Linked DNA regions of Pan troglodytes: region 1 is linked to region 2. The links are chromatin contacts, called in public Hi-C maps. All regions are on one chromosome and are shown on one strand. Each heading gives the region's core, a stretch centred on a gene start, on an enhancer-like site or on the middle of the called end of the contact. The rest is flanking DNA. Distances are from core to core; before and after follow the strand shown. Region 1 holds the start of LOC134806926 (phosphatidylinositol glycan anchor biosynthesis class C). Region 2 has its middle 69 kb from the start of FASLG.

Region 1 (5,410 bases), core at 1,763-4,262, 280 kb before region 2:
GTGACAGGGAAAAGCTGAAAATGATAGTGCAGCCATATTGTCATCCCACCAAGAAACTATTCTTGAAAGTTTGAGAAACTTTCTGGTCACCAAGATGCACGTTTGCTACCTGAGTTCCCTAAAATTAACAATCACAAATGCCTTCAAATAATACAAATGTATTAATACATATAAACAAAAACTACAATTTCATAGAACTCTTTACTATCTTCAACCACCAACACCTAGCCCTGTTCCTGATGTGGACTATAGAATAATTATGAGGCATGCCTCTATTGAGGCACAAGCCCAAACCAGGAGCAGGCAGTGGACAGATGCTTTGGGCTTCAGAGGTTAGTCCCTGAAACCCTTTTCTCCTCATTGGCCAGTGTCCTTGGATACAGAAAGCAGTCCAATTGACCTTACAGAAAACCACCAATTTTTTTTATCACAAAACACAATATTCATCTGTCCAAATAAAACTCTGAAAAAGAATGTGACATGACAAGAGCTGAAGACACTAGTTCAAAGTCAGGTCCCAGACATTCTTGAGAAATTTATGTTCAAAGAAATAAAAACATTATATTTTGGAATATGACTCCCTTAACAAAATTTCTGATTTGAAATTAATTCCTAGTGATAAAAGGACAGTATAGAAACTTGCCACAAATGAATTACCACAGGAATAACCAGCTATCTTGGGAGGTGCCTGCTGCATTTGGCACCTTGTCTCTGCTCTCTTCAGGTTTTCTTACATGTCAGCTTAAACAACATCTAATACATTAGTACTAGCTATTACATAGTGCTGATGCTAATACATAGTGCTTCGTATCAGGCATTCTTCAAAGCACTTTGCATGTATCCCATTTACCACAATTCTAGAGGTAGATACTTTTATTCCCACTTTACACATGAAAACTGAGACATAGAACAGTTGTGGCCCAAGATTTGATAATTTATTTCCACCTTAGACAAACTGGATTGCTCCCCATTACCTACAGTATAGAGCCCAAATTCATAGCCCTCAAATTGCTACTCAACCTCCCATTCTGACTTTTTCCCAATATCCCCTCCCAAAAGTCCCCATAACCCTGAACGGCCATCAAATATTGTCCCATCATTGTGCCCATGCTAAGGACAGATGGGCACAGTAGTAGTCTTATGTTGCCTGCAAATGTGTTTTTAGACTGATTAATTTACAAGTCAGATTTCATATTAAAAATCAGATACACAGTTATTGGGATTTCTTTTAGAATCCTATCTGGAATTCTAAAGGTCTGAAGCTAGGCACAAACTGTGAATAGATGCAGCACAATAGCAGGTGTCTCCATTGGACATCTCCATAGTTGTTCACAGTTGCCATCAGTCACACAAAGTATGCCAGTTTCACTCGCTTCCATTACTGACCTGGCTTCCAAAGGCCTTCACCACAATGCCCTAAAACCATCTTTTGCCTATTTAAGTCTCCCTTATCCTCCAAGACTAAGCTTAAATGTCACCGCCTCTCATATTTCCTAATTATTCCAGCTGAAATTTATCTCCAGCTTCTGAATTCTCCCTAGCATTCTGCTTATTGTGACACATCACACTCTGCTTTGCAATTAGTTGTGATATGCTTCCCTAAGAACAAGGTAGAAACTCTGAGTCAAGGTTAAGTAACCAATTCTGTGATCTTGGGCAACAAAACTGAACATAGCACCCTGTGTTCTAAGATTTGAGCCCTAGATAAAGAGCATTAGCACATTGAAAGGGGTAGAAAGAAGTGACTTTACACACACACACACACACACACACACACACACTTACTTCACTCTTCATGCCCCTCTGTCTGCCTCCTGTTTATGGAAAAATCATGAGACAACTTGATGAATGTGTTATTTTTTTAATAGAAACCACATCACTTCATATGTTACAGCATGTAATTCAAGAGGTCCCCAGAAAGTTTTTTCATCTACACAATAACAGAAAGGATAAGCACCCTCACCACCCAAGCCTTTGGTTCATTTTTTTCTTGTTTTGATCTCTGTTCTCTTACCACAATGACATGCTGCTTCCAGAATGGAACTCTGTCTTTAAGTTCTATACTAGTTAGGAGGCTAATCTATCAGCTTGCCTTAATAACGTAATGGATGTCCTAATTTAACTGAGGAACCTGGACAAGTCTTCCTTGATTTCAGCTTCATCCCAAGGCCCATGAATGTTTTCTTTAAAAAGCTGCAAGCGAATGAGGTAGAATGGACACAGACATGAGATAGACATCAGCAGAAGGGCAAAGAGTATGGCTCCCACAGCACTAATGGACAGTAGGCCTCCCAAGGCTGAAAACGCAAAAAGCAGTGTGACCCCCACATAGCTCCGAGGAGTACATGCCTTTAGTTTCTTCTGCAACATGGGCCACAGGGCAAAAATCTGAATGGCAAACGTCACCATGATGAAGGCATGCAGGGACCGGGGAAGACGTGATGCCAAGCATACAGAAGCAAAGATGGCCATGTTCAAGGATAGTGTGCTGGATACAATGGCAGCATTGGCACCATAGTCAAAAAAGATGAGATGGCCTAACAGCATGAAGACTGACATGGCATAGATGGTGTCAGTGCTGACAGACTCTGTAAGGGTCTTCAGCACTGGTGAAAACCCATAAGTGAAAGTAATGAAGACTAGGGCACTCTTCAGGTCAGCCCACCGGGTCTGCCCACTCTTCTTCCGCCCTTCACCTCCATCAATGAGATCAAACAAAACATACCCAATCAGTGAAGAAGCCAGGCCAGTCCCTAAAAGCCAATGGGGGGCCAGAAGACCCTCATCCATATACCACCAGATAACCACAAAAACACAAACACTGCACAGCTGCTGGATCACCACACTGGACTCAAATACCACAGCCCAATATTGGTATTTCCGAGCATGGATGTTTTTCCGGAGCTCTTCCAGGAATCGCCGGTCCACATAGTTATCAGGAAAGGGCTGTCGCTCATACAAGACCTTCTGCCACTTGACCTCCTTGGTGTTAGTTACAGGTTGAGCACACATTATCCTTTCATTCAAACTCAGGCCAGTTTAATCATCGCCCTCACAGAAGTCCAGGTGGTTCTTGTTCTTTATGAAGTTTTGAAATGAGACCTCCCTGGAAATTCCATGCTGTGTTGATGTTCTACCAACCTTTCCTTGTTTTCAAAGGCAGCAACCCAGGCTAGGCCTACAATAGATGAATTTGTCTCTGAGGCAGGACAACACAGCCAAGTTCCTAGAAAAAGAGAGACTGTGAACCTACGAAAGTTGTGAAAGGTCAAGAGTAGCACTGAGTTAAAGTCAAATCAACTCAGTTTACTAAAAGTCTGAGAAAAATGTATGTGGTAGTCACCTTATGGGACATTAAAACTGCATTTCAGATTTGAAAATTATAATTCCTTGAATAATAATAGACATCTGTTAGCTATCGCTTATTGAGTACCTACTATGTGCTAAGTGCCTTATGTATCTTCTTTCACTTAATCCTCACAACCTTGTAAGTTAGTATTAGTCCTGCTTTGGTAAAAAAGCTGAGATTCAAGATGCTTAAGTAACTTTGCCCTAAGGTAACAGAGCAGAGCCAAGATTCAAACCAAAGTCTTATCCCAAAGCCTGTGTCTCACATTGTATCTCCCTCTAAAGCAGTTCTTAACTCAGTGGTTCACATATCCCTTAGGTATATCACATTGCACGCTTATATCTGGATTTGTGTAAATTTATAGGGATAATATCCATAGTTTTTATTGGTTCTCAAAGGCATGTTATTTGTATTTTTTAAGTTACCAATCCAAAGACAATAGTAAGCTGCACCATACAGAAAGGTATGAGCTCTATAGTTTAGCCAAAATCAAAGCCTCAAAGAAACTAGACTCTTCTTCCATTAGCTGAGCTTAGCATCCTTTAAAGAGCTATCAATCTACACAAAACAAGGAAACTCTTGAGAGGATCGAAGAAGATAATCATTCCTTTTTCACAATGAGAAAACTAAGAGTCAGAAACACCACAGCCATCCGGCAAATTTGAGAAAAAAAAAATTTCATATTGCCCGACTTTATTTCTTCCATGCTAGACCACGACAAATGTTGCTTGGCAAGCCAGACACCGTTACCCCCTCTGCAGCAGGGATCCCAGCCCGGGAATCTTAAGGCCGCCGCCGGGGTTGGAGGGTCTGCGACGCCCAAAAGGGCAGCGCCCGCCCGCAGAGTGGGGCTGGGAGGGGACAGGGTAGGGTAGGGTGACCCCAGGGTGCGCCTTCACTCTTCTGGCCCCCCATTTGGCTTTTTGGGTGGGCCTCCCACTTCCGCCGCCGCCCCTCACTCAGCCTTGGGTCTGCGGGAGGCAGCAGAGGAAAAGGAGCCCCGGAAACACTGACCGTTACACGGAACCCACCTACCCGAGAGTTCCTAGGGTTGCGCAGCTGAGGGACGGCGGCACCCAGCCTTTTTCCCGCTCCGGGGCGCCGGGGCTGCGACTGTGGCCAAGCACTTCCGGGTCCGCCGCAATCTCCTCAGCGAGGGCACCCTTCCCCGGCTGGAACCATCGCGACGTGACTGCTGCCCCCTCCTGGCTGCTCGGAGGACCTCCGGTCTCCTCTCCTGGAAACTGGCCCAAACCCGAATGCTCTGAGCCTAGGAAGGCAAATCCCCAGCAATCCCCTATTGAAAGATGGGATGTGCCATCTGAAGGACTGGGTAAGGCAAGAGAGGACAAGGAAAGAGGCTGGGCCGGTAGGTGAGAGATAATGGCCGCTTTTGTTGCGCTCCTTTATTAAGTCAGGCCCTCAGCTGGGACTTACCGTGCATCCATGTGTTCATTCCACAGATACTGATTGAATGCCTGCATATAACAAGCCATGCTTGGGGTGCTCATGATACAGCCGTGAATGAAACACACAAAAATTGCTGCTCTCATGAAACTCTCTTTTTTGGTGCATTGACCTTTACACTGATTATATCATCTCCCCCCTCAAAGAGGACAAATCTAAGGCTCAGATAAGTTGTATTTGTCCAAAGACAGGCACCTGGGAAGTAGATGAACAGAGATCAATATCCAGTTGTCTATAGCTTCAAAGCTTGGTTTTTTTCCTCTTTACCTCCTAAAAGAAGTGAGGACAAGATTGCTAATTAAACTGAGTTCATGGAAATATTAAAGGATATATAAACAGAAGGAAGTAATAAAGAAACAAAGGGATGTAGTAAAACACAGGATACAGTGGAAATAAAAGTCAGAAAACATGACCCATTTACTAGCTCAGTGACTCAAGGCAAATCACACTACCTGAGCTTTGATTTCTTCATCAGTAAAATGGAGATGACATTATTTGCACTTGGCTACTTTATAGGATGGTTAAAGAGTTAAATATAAAAATGGTTTGTAAAGTGTTCACTATATGGCTGCTATTAGCTGACTTTGGCCATCG
Region 2 (5,312 bases), core at 596-3,095:
ATAAAATTATGTTAAACAAGTTTTTTTGACCCAGTATATAGTGGCTTACTTTTGCAACCAGACTCTGGTATGGCATCATGTAACAGAAAACAGACCCCCTTGTCTTAACTGAAGCATTCCTTTCTACTGACTCCAAGTTTTGAGACAAAGCTCAACTCTTTCAACCAATTGCCAACTAAATAATCCCTAAACTCACCTGTGTCTTGTAAGCTCTCACTGCCAGATGTCCTGCCTTTTTGAATAGACTCAATGTACAACTCCCATGTATTCGTTTATGTTTTGACATGCAATTTCTGTCTCCCTCCCAAACGTTAACCCAACTGCCTTGGGCACACCTTCTCGGGAACTCTTGAGACAGTTTCCCCAGGCCATAGTCACTCATATTGGCTCAGAATAAACCTCTTTAAATATTCTGGCAGAGGTTGATTTTTTTGTTGTTACCAGTAACTGGCACCTATACTAAAAGAATGTAATTAGGGATACAGTGAATATATAAGCAACACACATGTTTTAGGAAAACAGTTGAAGAGATACTTTACTCTTCTTGAAAAGGATTAAGGAAGTCTTATAGAAAGTGTTTTTTTTATATATAGCAGTATTCATTTTCAGGACTCTGAAATAACAGGGAAAGCTCCCAGGAGCTTTGGTATGGTGACCCATAAATAGTGACCTGAAAGCATGAGTATGAGAAGCTTTTAGCAATTTCAGTCCAATATGCATAGCACAGTCTCATTTAAGAACAATATATGTGTATGTCATGGACATAGAGAATGGAAAAATAGACATTGGAGATAACAAAATGTGGGAGAGTGGGAGGGACATGGTAAGAGTTGAAAAATTACCCATTGGGTACAATGTTCACTATTCAGGTCATGGGTACACTAAAAGCACAGACATCACCACTAAGCAATATATACATGTAAGAAATCTGTGCTTGTACCCCCTAAATGTCTAAAAATTTTAAAAATTAAAAAATAAAAAGAATATTTGTGTATTTGTGTGTGTATAATCACAGAAAGAAGTCTCTAAAGTTATATAACAAAATGACTGTAGTTTTCTGGGAGTGGGAGGGGTGGGGTTAAGATGAATAGGGGTGGGGTAGGCTCAAAGCATTCTGGGAATGAAAGTGAAACTTCTTTTAGTATTTATGTCCTTTTTATGTGATGAAATTATGTGAGGTTTTTACTTTACTGTGCATATTTCAATTAAGAAAAAGATGTGCAAGTCTCTTTCATCCTTGTTTTCTTCCATGGGTTTCAAATCAGAATCCTTTGTACTCTTGATGTAATGGCAAATATTTTGGGGAAACAATTTATTTTTTAATTCTCTTTATTAGAGCTCCTCCTCTCAAAGATTCTGGCATAACATGTGGAGCCCTGTCACCGGATAAGAAGGCACACTATTCTATCTCTCCAATTCTACCCTTGGACCAAAGTCAGGCACATGGACTCTTTCTGCCTTTGAATAACTTCCTTCCCTTGTATTTGAATAACTTTCTGCCTTTGAATAACTTCTTTCCCTTGTATTTGAGGCTACTTGATAGATTCTCTAGATGAATTCAGACAGGACTTACTTTCAGAATGAATACAACTCAGGCTATTAATCTGTGACCTCAGGATACAGAAATTATTATCCTCATCATGTGGATGAGGCAGCTCAGAGAAATTGAAAAGCTCACCGCAGTCACCTGCCAAATAAATGGCAAAGCAAAGCTATCTGAAGCGAGATCTACCTGACCCCCTAAGCCCATGCTCTCCCCTAGCACCATCTGTGTCATGTCTAATGTACAGTTGTCTCATGCTGTAAGATTGTAGGGGTGCTGTGGTCACCTAGCAGCAAAGCTTGCTGGCAAACAAGCACAGCTTATAAGCAGAGAACTTCCTCTTTTTGAAGCCACCTCAAACTGCCTCTGGGAAGGAATTCCCATAGCTACTTGGAGGAGCCTAGGTCCACAGGGCCTGCATGAAAACTGGAGTGGACATAGGACACAAGTTGTAAGCAGAGAAGACCTCACTTCAGATAGCTTTACTTTGCCATTTATTTGGTAGGTGACTGGGGCAAGCTCTTCAATTTCTATGACCTGCCTCATCCTCATGATGGGGATGATAATTCCTGTACACTGAGGTCACAGATTAATAGCCTTAGTTTTATTCATTCTGAAAGTCAGTCTTGTCTGAATTCATCTAGAGAATCTACAAGCACAGGTGGTAAGCAGAGAAGACTTGCTTCCTCTTGAAGCCACCTCAAACTGCCTCTGGGAAGGAATTAGCATGGCTACTAGTAGAAGCCTAGGTTCTCAGGACCTGTATGAAAACTAGAGTGGACCTAAGGAGAAGAGGGCTAGAGACCTGACACTCAAGCTGTTTGCATTTACAACCAGTGGTCTCTATATTACTGATTTTCAACTATATCCCAAAGAAGAGTTCAGTGAAAATATTTCCTGGATTCCATAAAAATGTGACTCATATATTTTTAAAATATATTTTAACTATTTAGAAAAACTTTTTAAAACCCTTTTAAAAATAGTCTGCAGAACAAAACTTCTTTTGCCGTCACTGTACACATATATGAATACCTTATGACAATTAAGGAAAGATAGCTGTACACCAGCCTTGCTTTGAATTTAGAGCTGAACATGTCTGCTGGTATAAAATTGTATCAGTAGATATGTGTGTATATTCCCCAGTTGTGTCAAGCACAGATCAGACACCTCTCCTCCCCATGCTGTAATATGTATTACAAATGCAATAACAAGTTAAAGTGGAAGAAGATGGGTAACACAAAACCTTACTTTTGATCATTTTAGTGTTTAAGTTCTGGGTGATTTTGTCTGATTTATATTTATGATAATGAATAGAGTCATTTATTAAATATTGTTGGTGACTTGACTTTAGAACCAAAAATTAAGACTCATGATTTTTTAAGTGCCTCGATCAATTTAATTGAAGCTATCCTGAGATTTCAATATGACCTGTTAACAGTTACAATTGCTTCTCTGTTTGACTTGATTTCTAAAGGTCTGGTTCCCTCAATGTGTAAGTCTCATGTAAGCTTAGCAAACCAGTAATTTTCCTTCTCAGCCTTCAGTTTTCTGTCTGTACATTGAAGCATTTGAAACGGATGATCATCATGATGTGCTTCAGCTCTGTAACTCTCTGAGGGTTCTCTTTAGTTCACAGCTTATTTACACAGTTAATAAAATTCATTTCTGGGAGCTCCTCTGCATGTCATCTGACTACTAATGTCAAAACGGCAGAAGTATACTAAATAGTAAAGTGGCTTATAACTACAAGTAGATTAAATGCTTACTTGTAGTTTATATTAGGTTCTCACTGACATTGCAATTTGTTGAGAATTATGTAAAAACTGGAAGAATTAAACATAGCTGAGTAAATGTGGCTGGGATGTACCTCTTCCATGGAGAAAAACCAAAATATTGAGTAAACCTTCACACTTCGAACAGAACTTTTGAGAGAAAACACTGAAATTTAATAGAGAAGCAAAAGAAGACCTCGTGGTTGAAGAAAGAGGAAACAGGGCTGCCTGCTTGGCATCAGGACTGACCCCTAGACCCAGGTCAGACCCAAGGAAGCAGTGAGTGAAGGAACCCTGGGACACCTCATTCCTGCTGTGGACCTCTGAGCTCCTAGCTACAAGAGTTCCTATGACCTCCACAGACTGGCAGGGGGAGCTGCCTAAAGAACACACCAAGAGACTGCTTGAAAAACTGCATGCTAAAGGTCTTTTTTTCACAGCTGCAGCAAAATGCAACTCTGGGTGCCCACCTTCCAAGGCTTTGCATCCTGTCCTAAGAAGCTGCAGCTCCTGTTGTCTGCCAGGCCAGGAGAGAGTGGAGGTCAGGCACTCATGCACCCAAGACAAGCCCCAATGCCATTGCCGCAGGACCAAGATGCATCCGAACCACATGCCTCCATCCCTGCTGGTCCCTCCTAAGACTGCCTGGCCATTCCCAGGAGGAGCTGGGAGGAGACCCACAGTATAGCCTTTACTGCTCCGCCTGAGTGGTTTGTTGGTGGCAGCCTGGGAGCACTTCACTCCCCCATCATAGCTGGTGCTAGACCCCAAGGAGACAGAGGGTAATTAAGTTGGCCTGGTTCCAATTTTCTAGGCCTCAAGCACACCGCCCAGAAGTATGGAGATAAGATCTACGGCCTGATCTCCAGTGGAGGATCTCCTCTGTTAAAACACAGAGAAGAGTGTGTCAGGTTCATGTGGTGGTGCAGGAGCTGGGCACCCCTCTCTTCACAACGCTGGTGGGAAGGGTGTGGCCTGATAGTAGCGATTTCTGCTGCAGGGTGTCTCGTGGTCTAGCATACATGGAATAGCTTGGTGATCTTGGCATGGATGGGTTGAAACTAACCTAATGGGTTAGGCCTGTTGCTCTTGGGGTTGTGGGAGGTGAGTGGGCCTGACAGCTGCCTGCTGCTCTGAAGACCCTGGGCGCCTCTCTTCCCCTGAGAGTGCCCTGTGGTGCAGGCGAAGGACCTCTGCCCCTCCCTGGAGGGTTGTCCCAGAGGCCTGAGAGCTACCCATAGAACCTCACCAAGCTTGGTGCTTGCATCCAGCCAGGGGAGCTTGACTGTGGGCTCACCTAACACCGCCTTGCTCAACTTTCCCCTCTTCAGCCACCTTGGCAGCAGAGCATGGGAGAGAACCCCTGAGAGCTCCACACTCTGCCCCTCACCAGGAACACCCTGGTACATTCCCCCATCAATAAAGTCCAAGTAAAAATTCCACTGCCATCACTGCAACTGCCTTTTGCCTGCAAGCACCACCTACTGGCCAGGAGGTCAAATTGCATGGTCCATCACAACTTCTGCTGACATCAGTGTATAGCACTCAATTGGCTCTTACCAGCAAGTGTCACCTGCTGGTCTGTAGGGTGAACTGCACAACCCCAATATGATTCCTGCTGACACAAGGGCACAGTGCTGGGAAACAAGCCTCTCAAAACTTCTACATCCCCATTTCTATAGGAGGTAGTGAGCTTGACCACATGCACAGCACACAAATACTACAATCTACAAGCAACTAGCATTTGTGAAAACCACTACACTAAGGCTATCTATGACCAAAGAATTCATATAGAGCCTTGGCTCCCTAAAAACACATACAAACAAAACCAAAGGACTCTACCCCATATATGCAACAGTCACACCCTCAAGGGGGGAAGAAAAAAAATCTCATCCAAATGAAAGTAAATTCAAAATAAGAAGTGACAGCTTCTACAAATGAGAAGGAACCAGCACAAGAACTTCAGCACCACGAAGAAACAGAATGTTGTGACACTC

What was found. A called contact is a pair of places that touch in the nucleus more often than the background predicts.
Region 1: a Hi-C map of a lymphoblastoid cell line shows a contact between it and region 2, with 2.9 times the contacts expected there. The contact joins the promoter of LOC134806926 here to the enhancer-like site in region 2. A contact is called at or near these places in 6 of 7 Hi-C or Micro-C datasets (blood, induced pluripotent stem cells, a lymphoblastoid cell line and 2 more) and 1 of 1 datasets of contacts at active chromatin or transcription factors (stem cell-derived excitatory neurons).

Annotation. Positions count from the first base shown.
Region 1 is chr1:76,653,978-76,659,387 of NHGRI_mPanTro3-v2.0_pri, reverse strand. It overlaps LOC134806926 (phosphatidylinositol glycan anchor biosynthesis class C), which reads right to left and starts at 3,012. Exons shown (of 1, transcript XM_063811516.1): 1 at 1,846-3,012. The coding sequence starts at 3,012. The coding sequence ends at 2,119. It overlaps PIGC (phosphatidylinositol glycan anchor biosynthesis class C), which reads right to left. Exons shown (of 4, transcript XM_001147637.6): 3 at 4,385-4,593; 4 at 1,846-3,226. The coding sequence ends at 3,154. All of the region lies in intron 1 of C1H1orf105 (chromosome 1 C1orf105 homolog), which reads left to right.
Region 2 is chr1:76,368,909-76,374,220 of NHGRI_mPanTro3-v2.0_pri, reverse strand. No RefSeq gene overlaps it. Among named protein-coding and RNA genes, the nearest start is that of FASLG, 69 kb to the left of the region's middle. Within about 2 kb of position 1,845, at least 1 of the 24 cell types and tissues checked has an H3K27ac peak or open chromatin away from gene starts, as enhancers often do. A contact at or near this core is called in a lymphoblastoid cell line, where this site is marked.